Linked DNA regions of Gossypium hirsutum: region 2 is linked to region 1. Evidence: chromatin contacts called from public Hi-C data. All regions are on one chromosome and are shown on one strand. The core of a region is the stretch at or near the end of the contact, and the rest is flanking DNA. Distances in the headings are between cores, read along the strand shown. Region 1 holds the start of LOC107951423 (kinesin-like protein KIN-7N). Region 2 holds the start of LOC107951419 (proton pump-interactor 1).

The links. A called contact is a pair of places that touch in the nucleus more often than the background predicts.
Region 2: a Hi-C map of leaf shows a contact between it and region 1, with 2.6 times the contacts expected there. The contact joins the promoter of LOC107951419 here to the promoter of LOC107951423 in region 1. A contact is called at or near these places in 11 of 34 Hi-C or Micro-C datasets (anther, callus, fibers and 3 more).

Annotation. Positions count from the first base shown.
Region 1 is chrA02:20,335,355-20,340,196 of Gossypium_hirsutum_v2.1, reverse strand. LOC107951423 (kinesin-like protein KIN-7N) reads left to right here and starts at 2,294. Exons shown (of 17, transcript XM_016886473.2): 1 at 2,294-2,504; 2 at 2,583-2,672; 3 at 2,769-2,887; 4 at 2,983-3,096; 5 at 3,181-3,262; 6 at 3,348-3,415; 7 at 3,497-3,574; 8 at 3,678-3,820; 9 at 3,906-4,008; 10 at 4,128-4,208; 11 at 4,629-4,697; 12 at 4,768-4,827. The coding sequence starts at 2,360.
Region 2 is chrA02:20,518,701-20,523,686 of Gossypium_hirsutum_v2.1, reverse strand. LOC107951419 (proton pump-interactor 1) reads left to right here and starts at 3,585. Exons shown (of 2, transcript XM_041083508.1): 1 at 3,585-3,791; 2 at 3,896-4,219. The coding sequence starts at 3,585. The coding sequence ends at 4,219. It also overlaps the pseudogene LOC107952273.

The sequences.
Region 1 (4,842 bases), core at 1,045-3,544:
ATCAAACATTGACCCACCGAGGTGCATGTCCCATCCACTGACGGAGTGTCGTGTAGGGGTTGTGTATTACATACTGCTACCAAACACGGGAGCTTCCGTGTTTTGCAACTCACTAACGGAGTGTCGAGCAGGGGTCGTGTATTCCTCTCGAACAGCAATAGATGTTGAAGTCGCAAATGCATCATTTGGCGATGAAAATTGTATATATAACTTAATATAGGGTGATCCACTAGCAAGATGAGTCTGCACCATTGCCTCCAAGCTACGAGCACCTTTGATGTCGAACAAATCATATGTCACAGGATCAACAGAAGCACAAAATCGATACCTAATAGACAAAACTTTCATTGGCGTCATTCCGAAAATTTTACACCTAATTCTTTTACGAAATTTTGTCAAATCTATGTCCTGGTTAAAAACCAGTCACATTTTATTCTCTGATAAAAAACGCCATTCCCGGTGTGACGAACCTCTCCATCATAGTAAATAACAACACTAATACGTTCACTCATCTTCAATTTCTATTTTGCTTAACGTCTCTAATTTTTCTTGCTGTAACTTATGCAACCTGAGAATAAAATTTGGCTTATTTATAACCTCAGGCCAAATAGGAACTACTGTAGAAAAAGAGCGTCCATGTGGGAGCTTTTTTCAGTACTTTTGCTGACAGTGCATCCTGCTTGAAGCGTTTTTGACACTATTTGTTCAGAAACATCTTCTCAAAATTATTTTATCAGAAACTACTGTAGAAAAAGAACGTCCACGTGGGAGCTTTTTTTAGTACTTTTGCTGACAGTGCATCCTGCTTGAAGCGTTTTTGACACTATTTGTTCAGAAACATCTTCTCAAAATTATTTTTTCAAAAACTACTGTAGAAAAAAAGCGTCAACGTGGGATCTTTTTTCAGTACTTTTGCTAACAGTGCATCCTTCTTGAAGCATTTTTGACACTATTTGTTCAGAATCATCTTCTCAAAAATATTTTTTCAGAAATTACTGTAGAAAACAAGCGTCCACGTGGGAGCTTTTTTCAGTACTTTTGCTGACAGTGCATCCTGCTTGAAGCATTTTTAACACTTTTTGTTCAGAAACAACTTCGCAAAATTATTTTTTTAGATACGCCTTCTCTAATTTATTTTTTCAGATACGTCTTCTCTAATTTATTTTTTCAAAAATTACTGTAGAAATTTTTTTTATTGCTAATATATTTTTTCCATAACCCTAAACACAAAATTATTTTAAAAAACTAATCCATAATTTAATTAATTAACCCTAAACCTTAATCTAATTTATTTTTTAAACTAATAATTAATGTAATTAAGCAACCCAAAACCCAAAACCCTAATTTTTTGATTTTTTTTTAAAAAAATTCTAAATCTTAAATTCTAAACCCTAAACTCTAAACCCTAAACACTAAAACAATAACCTTAAATCCTAACCCTAAATGCAAAAAAAATCCTAACCCTAAAAAAAGGAGCAAAACTCTCCCCTAGAGACGCGCTTTTCTAACATGTCACCTGACATCGTGCTGACGTGGACGCACTTTCGAGGAATTCGGTACTTTCCAGTAAATAATCAAAAAGTTGGCCCATTTCCATAAATATTAAAAAAATGGCTTTTTCTTGTAAATTGTCTGATTTTTTTTTCATCGTTAATTTAATTTAATTTCTTTAATAAAATATTTTTCATCTGGTTTTTTTTTGGTTAAAAATAGATATGCTAATTTTGGCATTTTTCATAAATTCTTTGATATAATTTTTTTCAAGTCCTTAGACTTGATTGATTAACCATTTTTCCAAAAAAAAAATTCCATGTGGCAATATAAAATTTATCCACGTGTCAACTCTAGTTAGAGTTAACTTTGTTTTTGAAAGTAGAAGTATCGAGAGAATTTATCATTATCCATTTTTATTATTCTTCTTATACTTGCCTCTCAAAAGATAAATATTTAATTTTGCTAAAGTAAATTTTTTTAACTTTTTTCTGAATATATACATAAAACAATATAATTGCAGTCTTTTATCGGTGGAACTTTCTACTACAATTATGTTGTATACCATTGTTTGAATTCTATACAATTAAGAACTACAAAAGTGGAAAGGATCTAAGCTGGCCCTTGGAAATTACATGGGCTTCTCGTAATGTTGATACAATCATCCAACTGAGGCATGTGGGCTATTCTCTTACCCAAAGAAACTGGGCCAGTAGACATGTTCTTTAGGGTCCGAATACCCATCCAATCCTCCATTTTATGGGCATTTCCGTCAATCCAAAACATTCAAATACAAATTCCCCCGTTTTCACAATGCATAAAGATCCCGCCTTAGCTCTCGCTCTGCAACTCAACGTTTAAAAAGAAAATGGAGAAGATCTGCGTAGCAGTGAGAGTAAGACCTCCAATTTGCCATGAAAATTCTTCTTCAACTTTCTGGAGAGTCGATGATAATCAAATCTCTCTTCACAAGCTCCACGGCAGCCCAATTTCCTGCGTTTCTTACGCTTTCGGTAAATTTTCATTTCCCAAATCCTTTTTACCTTTCCAATTCCAATTCTCATTCCTTGAATTTTTTTTTGTGTTTCTAGATCATGTCTTCGATGAGAATTGCTCGAATTCAGATATTTACGAGCTTCTTACTAAGGATATTATTCATGCTGCTGTGGACGGCTTTAACGGTTTAAATTTTATCCCCTTTTTTAGCCCTAATTTTGATGATCTGGTATAAAAATTGATTAATTTGTATATGATTTACAATTTTATTTATGTTTTAGGAACTTCTTTTGCATATGGGCAAACAAGCAGCGGCAAGACCTTCACTATGAACGGTTCATCTAACGATCCCGGAATTATTCATCGAGCAGTTAACGATATATTTCAGAAAATAAATATTGTAATTTAACGAAATTTGGTTCTTTCCCGAAGCAGTTAACGACATATTTTAGAAGCTTTGGCTTTGATTTTCTTGTTGTTGAATTCAATTCCCAGATCTCTGATCGAGAGTTTCTCATCCGAGTTTCCTACATGGAAATTTACAATGAAGAAATTAACGACCTTTTCGCTGTAGAGAATCAGAAATTGCAGATTCATGAGAATTTAGAGGTCAGCCATTGATTAAACTTTGATGCCGTATCAAATGTGTACCATAATGCTCAAAACTAACAGATTTTTTCTTGTTTGTTTTAGCGTGGGATTTTCGTTGCGGGTCTTAGGGAGGAAATTGTGAACAATGCTGAACAAGTGATGAAGCTCCTGGAGTCTGGAGAAGGTCCTTTAAACTTCTTTTTTTTGCCATTGGTTTAACTGGGTAGTTGTTTATTTTTAATAATTTGTTTAAATCATTTTCCTTACAGTTAATAGGCATTTTGGTGAGACAAATATGAATGCACGAAGTAGTAGGTCTCATACAATATTCAGAGTGGTATGTTCTTTTAACATATTGTTGAACATAAACATTACTACTTTACTCTTAATATTCGTTGTATTTATGTTACATTACTAGGTGATAGAAAGCAAGGGAAAGGATACAGGCTCTTTTGGTGATTATTCAAGCAGTGATGCCATACGCGTCTCAGTTTTGGTATGTACCTTATATTACTATAGACTTTCCCCCCTTTTATCTAGTTTATACCTTGTCCCATTAGTTTTATGAATGTTATTTTAATTCCTTTATTTGAAAGCAGAATTTGGTTGATTTGGCTGGTTCTGAGCGGATTGCTAAGACTGGAACTGGTGGAGTACGTTTGAAGGAAGGAAAGTATATTAACAAGAGCTTAATGGTTCTTGGTAATGTAATTAACAAACTTAGTGATAGTGCAAAACAAAGGTACTTGTTTTGCTTATCCTGCGAGAAGTAACTTATTTGTATAGAATAACTATGTTCTAATTATATGAATTATTGACATGTAAAGGGCACATATTCCTTATCGTGATAGTAAATTAACCCGCATACTCCAGCCTGCTCTAGGAGGGAATGCGAAAACTTCAATTATATGTACTGTAGCTCCTGAAGAGGTGCGCTTACTTTGACTGTATGTGGTTATTCAGTGGCTTGTTTTTGGTTTTCTTATCTTTCTGAGAAGGGGAGATGAAAATGACTCTCAACTGAGCATTCTGGTTTAATTTTATTATAGATTCATATTGAGGAGACGAAGGGAACTCTCCTTTTTGCTAGCAGAGCTAAACGAGTTACTAATTGTGCTCAAGTGAATGAGGTTGGTCATTTTCTTATATTGCACCACATTATCACAGAATATATGGATTTCCAACGCTAGCTTGTATATAAATCATAAAATCTATATTATTAATAGAACCCTTTGCTGAGTTGGTGTCACGGGTTAACCGGGTACCAACTCAGTTAGGAAATAAACAAATTCTTTACCACCACACCAATAATAATTCTTGAGTAAACTTTTAAAAATTAACTTTTAACATAAAATGTTCTCTCACCAAATTTGTGTTTTAAACATACCTATACGTGATTTCCGCACGCATACACATTTGATAGGATTTATAGTATTTATTATGTTGTTACATGACAGAGTAAGAGTTCAAGTTTTCATCTAGAATTTTTGTTTTAATTGATTTGGCATTGAGTTTGAAATGAAGTTAATCATAGTTTAACTTGTATCTAGGTTTTGACGGATGCAGCCCTACTGAAAAGGCAAAAGTTAGAGATAGAGGAGCTACGCAGGAAGCTTCAGGTGAGGATCAGGTGACATAAGCTAATATTAGACTTAAAAAGGCAATCTAAAATTGGTCACCTTTTTTCAGGGATCTCATGCTGAGGTGCTGGAGCAAGAGATATTAAAGCTGAGGAATGATATGCTTCAGGTTCATTATTTGTTT
Region 2 (4,986 bases), core at 2,336-4,835, 180 kb before region 1:
TGATGAGTGACTATCCAAATGGTGTAAGACAGATGATCGTTTGTGAGTCTCTCCAATTGATTCTTGTGTTACCACGTATCCCAATCGGAGCAAGGTATAACACCCGCCTAACATAAAAGCTAGGCAGGGCTAGAAAATTTGGTAACCTATGCTTAACCTGATACAAAACAGATATATAGTTTGGATGAAAGGCAGCTTCATTGTCCAAAAAAAAGTCCCAAAAACCACCATCTCTATCACACATTTCTGATAGCTACCCACAAAAAATGTTATTCATGCAAAAACAGTAACTGCAATTATTGAGGTTGGTTTTGGGTGATGAGTTTCCCTTTAAGATCATTAAGTGAAGGTGTTTTTCCAGGCCATCCTGAGAATTAGGCAAACCATATCTTGGATAGGGACATGAATCATAGGAAAAGGACAATACTTCCCCCCTCTTTGTCCTCTAATCTTTCTTTCTTGTCCATTTCTGAACTTGACAAATTAGTATCTTAGCATATATATTCGCATTTAAGGTTAATGTCAACCGGATAATGCAACGTGCTGTCTTCGTTAGTGATTTTAAAAAAAATTTCATAATAGGATGTCATCATGCTTTCTATTCTCTATTTCGTCAATCAGCTTACAAGCACTTGGAATACTAAAATCCAGGGAAATAAATTATTAAAAATAAAATATTTAAAAATAGATAAATTCGGTTGAACTGGTCAACGGATTGAAGTTTACGAGTCAACCAATCTAACCCGTTATTCTAGATTGGTACCCCGACTGACTTCAGATCCAATTGGTTTGACCGATTGGTCTGATCCGGTTCTAAAAACAATAACGAACTTTCATGCATTTAATTCGATACAATATAAATATTTAAAAAGAATTCATTTATACCATAATTTCCACAATTTTAATTTATAAACCCTTGACTTTTAAATAATAATTCCATAATTAGGCCACCGGTTTGTTAGCCCAATAGATTCGATCTATTTGACTGATACAATTGTTCTATTAAATTAATCATAAAAATAAAAATATTGATTCAATTTGTTCAACCGCCCAATCAATCTGTTCCAATTTTCGAGTCAACCAAATCTAAATTTGAAATTTACTATTTATGAATTCACTGTTTTTACCTTAAAAAATTCCATAAAATATATTTGACTTGGAATTGAAGATGCAAAAGAATGACCACATTTCTAACAGTTAATTATATTATATTTCTTATTATCTTATGCATATTTACTTAATTTTGCTTTTTCCTCTAAAATTATGTTGAATAATTTATCCAATATGTTATTTTTAATCCCATTACATTTCATTTACTACTTATATGTAAACTATAGCGAATACTGTTTTATTCTTTCTATTTCCGTTGTGAATGTTAATTTTAGTAGAATACAAGTTTTAGGCAGTTTGATTAAGAGTAAACCGTATCTTATGTTTAGACGTTGATAATGAGTAGTAGAGAGGCACAGTGGTTGCGCGTTGTTCAAAACTTTTATATCCTCCGCCATTGGTTGAAGATGCTAATCAACACTCCTGCATAAAGCTTAACAGCATGTTTGGTTGAAGGTAATAGCTAAACCATTACATGCTTATTACTAACCTATTTTTCAGGCCCACTTAAACTGGCGTTTGGTTCAACGTAATACCCTATTACGGGTGGATTCCATTCCGGGCTTAAACAGAGATTCTTGGGGATTTCTATTCCGTGCCTTCTTCACCGTTTACCGATTCGTTGCTTGAAGAAACCTATTCTACCCTTACCAAAATTTCACGTCAAAAACACTCTCAATCAGCAGCCATTTCACATACCCTTCGACTCCGGCATTCCTCCCCTTCATCCAAGGTCAGGTAAACATTTTTGCTTCTTCTTCCTTCACATCATCTTCTTTCATTGTTTCATCATCTATCTCCTTTCTGCAGTTTCAACTACAGGGTAGCAAATTGACTTGGCACGAGCGCTTCTTGGTACTTTTCTTTTCCAATTTCTCTTCCGCAGAGTTTTGTTTGCTTATTAATTTCTGGGCTCCAAAGAAAGTTACCAAGAAGTGCAGATTAGGTCATTCAATCAGTCACAGAGGACAAAGAATTGGCTTCAAAGAAGAACAGTCATTCCCATAAACCTAAGAAACTTTTGTTCCCAAATGGCTCCAAAACTTTGAAGGCTTCTTCTTCAGAGGTTGGAGGTGGTCACGATGATGATGGTGATAGCCATGATGATGTCGAGAAGTTGAGTAGTAGAGCAATCAATGCCTCTATCGTTCTTGGATTTGACACGTTTGTTGTATCCAAGTTGCTTACAATTGATCATGATTATTGGCATGCAAGTTATCTCCTAGGTTTTTCAATTTTTTTTTTGCATTTTAATTCTATTTCCTGTTTTACTTAGAGTTGAATAATGATTCGTTTCAAAAGAGCTTTCTTTTGGTATACTCTTGTTTTGAGAAGGGTATTTTTGCTTGGTAGTAGTTTTCCTTGGTTTCACTTCTCTCTGTGCTAGAGTTGGTTAATCTCTTTCATTCGTCATTTTATGATTTTAATCTTGAAAATTGTTGAGGTGTTTATAACTTTCTAAACTAACCATGAAATCTGAAACATTGCTTGTAAAAGAAAAAGGGGGTCTTTATTTATGATTTGTGCTTTCCTGGAAATTTGAGGTTTATGCAGATTAGCTTTCAAAAACCAAGTGAAAGCTGGAGTCCTCAAAATAAAATGAAGTGAAATCTAAATGCTACAATATTATTTTTTTCCTATCTCAGTATTTATTTGATTCTTATGAATGATTAACAGGGATGGACACTTTATGAGGTACTCCAATATGTTCCAGAACATAATTGGATTGCATACGAACAAGCTCTTAAAGCCAAACTAGTGATAGCCAAAATGGCAATAAGTGGGATAGTCTATTCAATAGGAAATTAGATTGCACAAGTAGTTTCTCTCTCTTCTCCACCCTCTCTATTAATCCTTTAAACGTAAACATATATTGCATTCAGCTCATATTGTATAGCCTGTGTGTAGTGTTATGAAGGAAAGCCTTCAGATCGGGCCTTGTTGGATTTACTCTTCATAGATCCCTTTCTCATTATTATTACCAGTTTTGTGAGGTAATACTTGTGGTTCATAGTTTATATGTTTTGCTGCTTTGAGTCGTTTTTTTTTCCATGGAGCAATGAAACACTTTGAGTTCCAGGCTCTGTTTCCTTTCGATGACTGGTGGGTGGTTCCAGCAAAAGTTATCTTTGATCAAACAGTTTGGGCTGCAATCTAGAACAGTATATATTATGTAGTTTTGGGGTTCTTGCGTTTTGAATCCTCGGCTAATATCTATAAAGAATTGAAGGCAACATTTTGGCCTATGCTGCCTATAAGAATTCTGAAATCCCTGGACACTCGACTATTAAGCAGGGATGGTCGGATAAGGAATCCTGATGAGAAGCCATTAGTTCTACCAGAGATAACAGTACATACGGGAACTGAAGCACTTCCAAAACCTGGTGCGAAACAACCAAAGGAAGAAGCCAAATCCTCTCCCCAACCAGGTACTAAACACCAAAAAGGGCTAGAAAGATGCTGAGACCAAAGCAATGGAGTCAAAATCCTCTCCAGAGAATGTTGTAGCAGACAAGATCTCTGGATCTTCAAACAAGGAAGTTGATGCTGCAAAACAGAAAGAAATGAAGAGAGAAGAGGAAATTGCAAAAGCAAAGCAAGCTTTAGAAAGGAAGAAGAAGCAGGCTGAAAAAGCAGCTACCAAAGAAGCTACCAAAGAAGCTATAAGAGCTCAAAAGGAAGCTGAAAAGAAGCTCAAGGAAATTATTTACTTCTTCTCTTGTTTTGCTTCTTTATAAGTGGTGCGGGTTAAAACTGAATTCTTTTGATGTTTTTTTCCTTTCAGGAGCGTGAGAAGAAAGCAAAGAAGAAAGCAGCAGCATCTACGAATACTATAAATCCCGAGGAACCAACTGAACCCATGGCTGAAGCTTCAGAATCAGAGAAGGTTGATGCTAGTGCTGAAGCACCTGTTCCTGCTCCTATTTCAGTGAAGGATAAAGCACAAAAGGGGAATGCTATTTGGTACAAAAATCGAACTAAAGGACCTGAGGTGCTTTCAAGAGCCATCCTGAGATGTAAGAAGTCAACCAACTACTGGACATGGGCCGCACCTGCTGCACTAGTGGTGCTGATACTTCTAGCATTAGGTTACTATTATCCTGTCTGAAGAAGTTAACTTGAATGGAACTGAGAGTTTTGGTTGAACAACATGCTAATAGCTAGGTCCATAGCTGCAAAAGTTCTTTGCATCCATTGAGGATGGACTAAAAATGTCATAATGTTGCTGGTTGTTCAGTTGCAATGCTTACTGAGGCCAAAACTAAGCAATTCTGGTTTAATTGGTTGTATTTTAAAAATTTTGACGTCCATCAATTTGAGAATGTCATGAGAATCCTTCATGCATTTCAATATTTGAGATTAATCCTAAATTAATATGATTCCAATAGATAGAATGCCAGGTGTTCAATGGGTTTATTGTTCTGGTCTACTATTTTCCTAGAAAGTAGCAATTACTCAACAAGTATGATACATTATTATACAAAGAAAGATGCATCTCAAAGGAAAGCAAAGTATCGATTAAAATTATTACTTAACTCATAAATTATATTATGATTTTTTAATTCATATAATAATAATTATATTAAGAATTTTATTAAATTATATTTAGTAATAATTATAGTAAAATATGATTAAATTATTTATTATTTTTATTAAATTATTTTTAATAATAATCTTATTAAAATTTAATAATAATAATAATAATCATTTACTTAAAAAAATTCAACTAAGGGTATTCTGGTCATTTTAGTTTTTTTTCTTATTCTATTACAACGTCATTCCATTCCAACCAAACACAAGAATTCTATTACAGTTCTATTCCATTCCATCCAACCAAACAATTGAATTACTTATTACAGTTCTATTCCATTACAG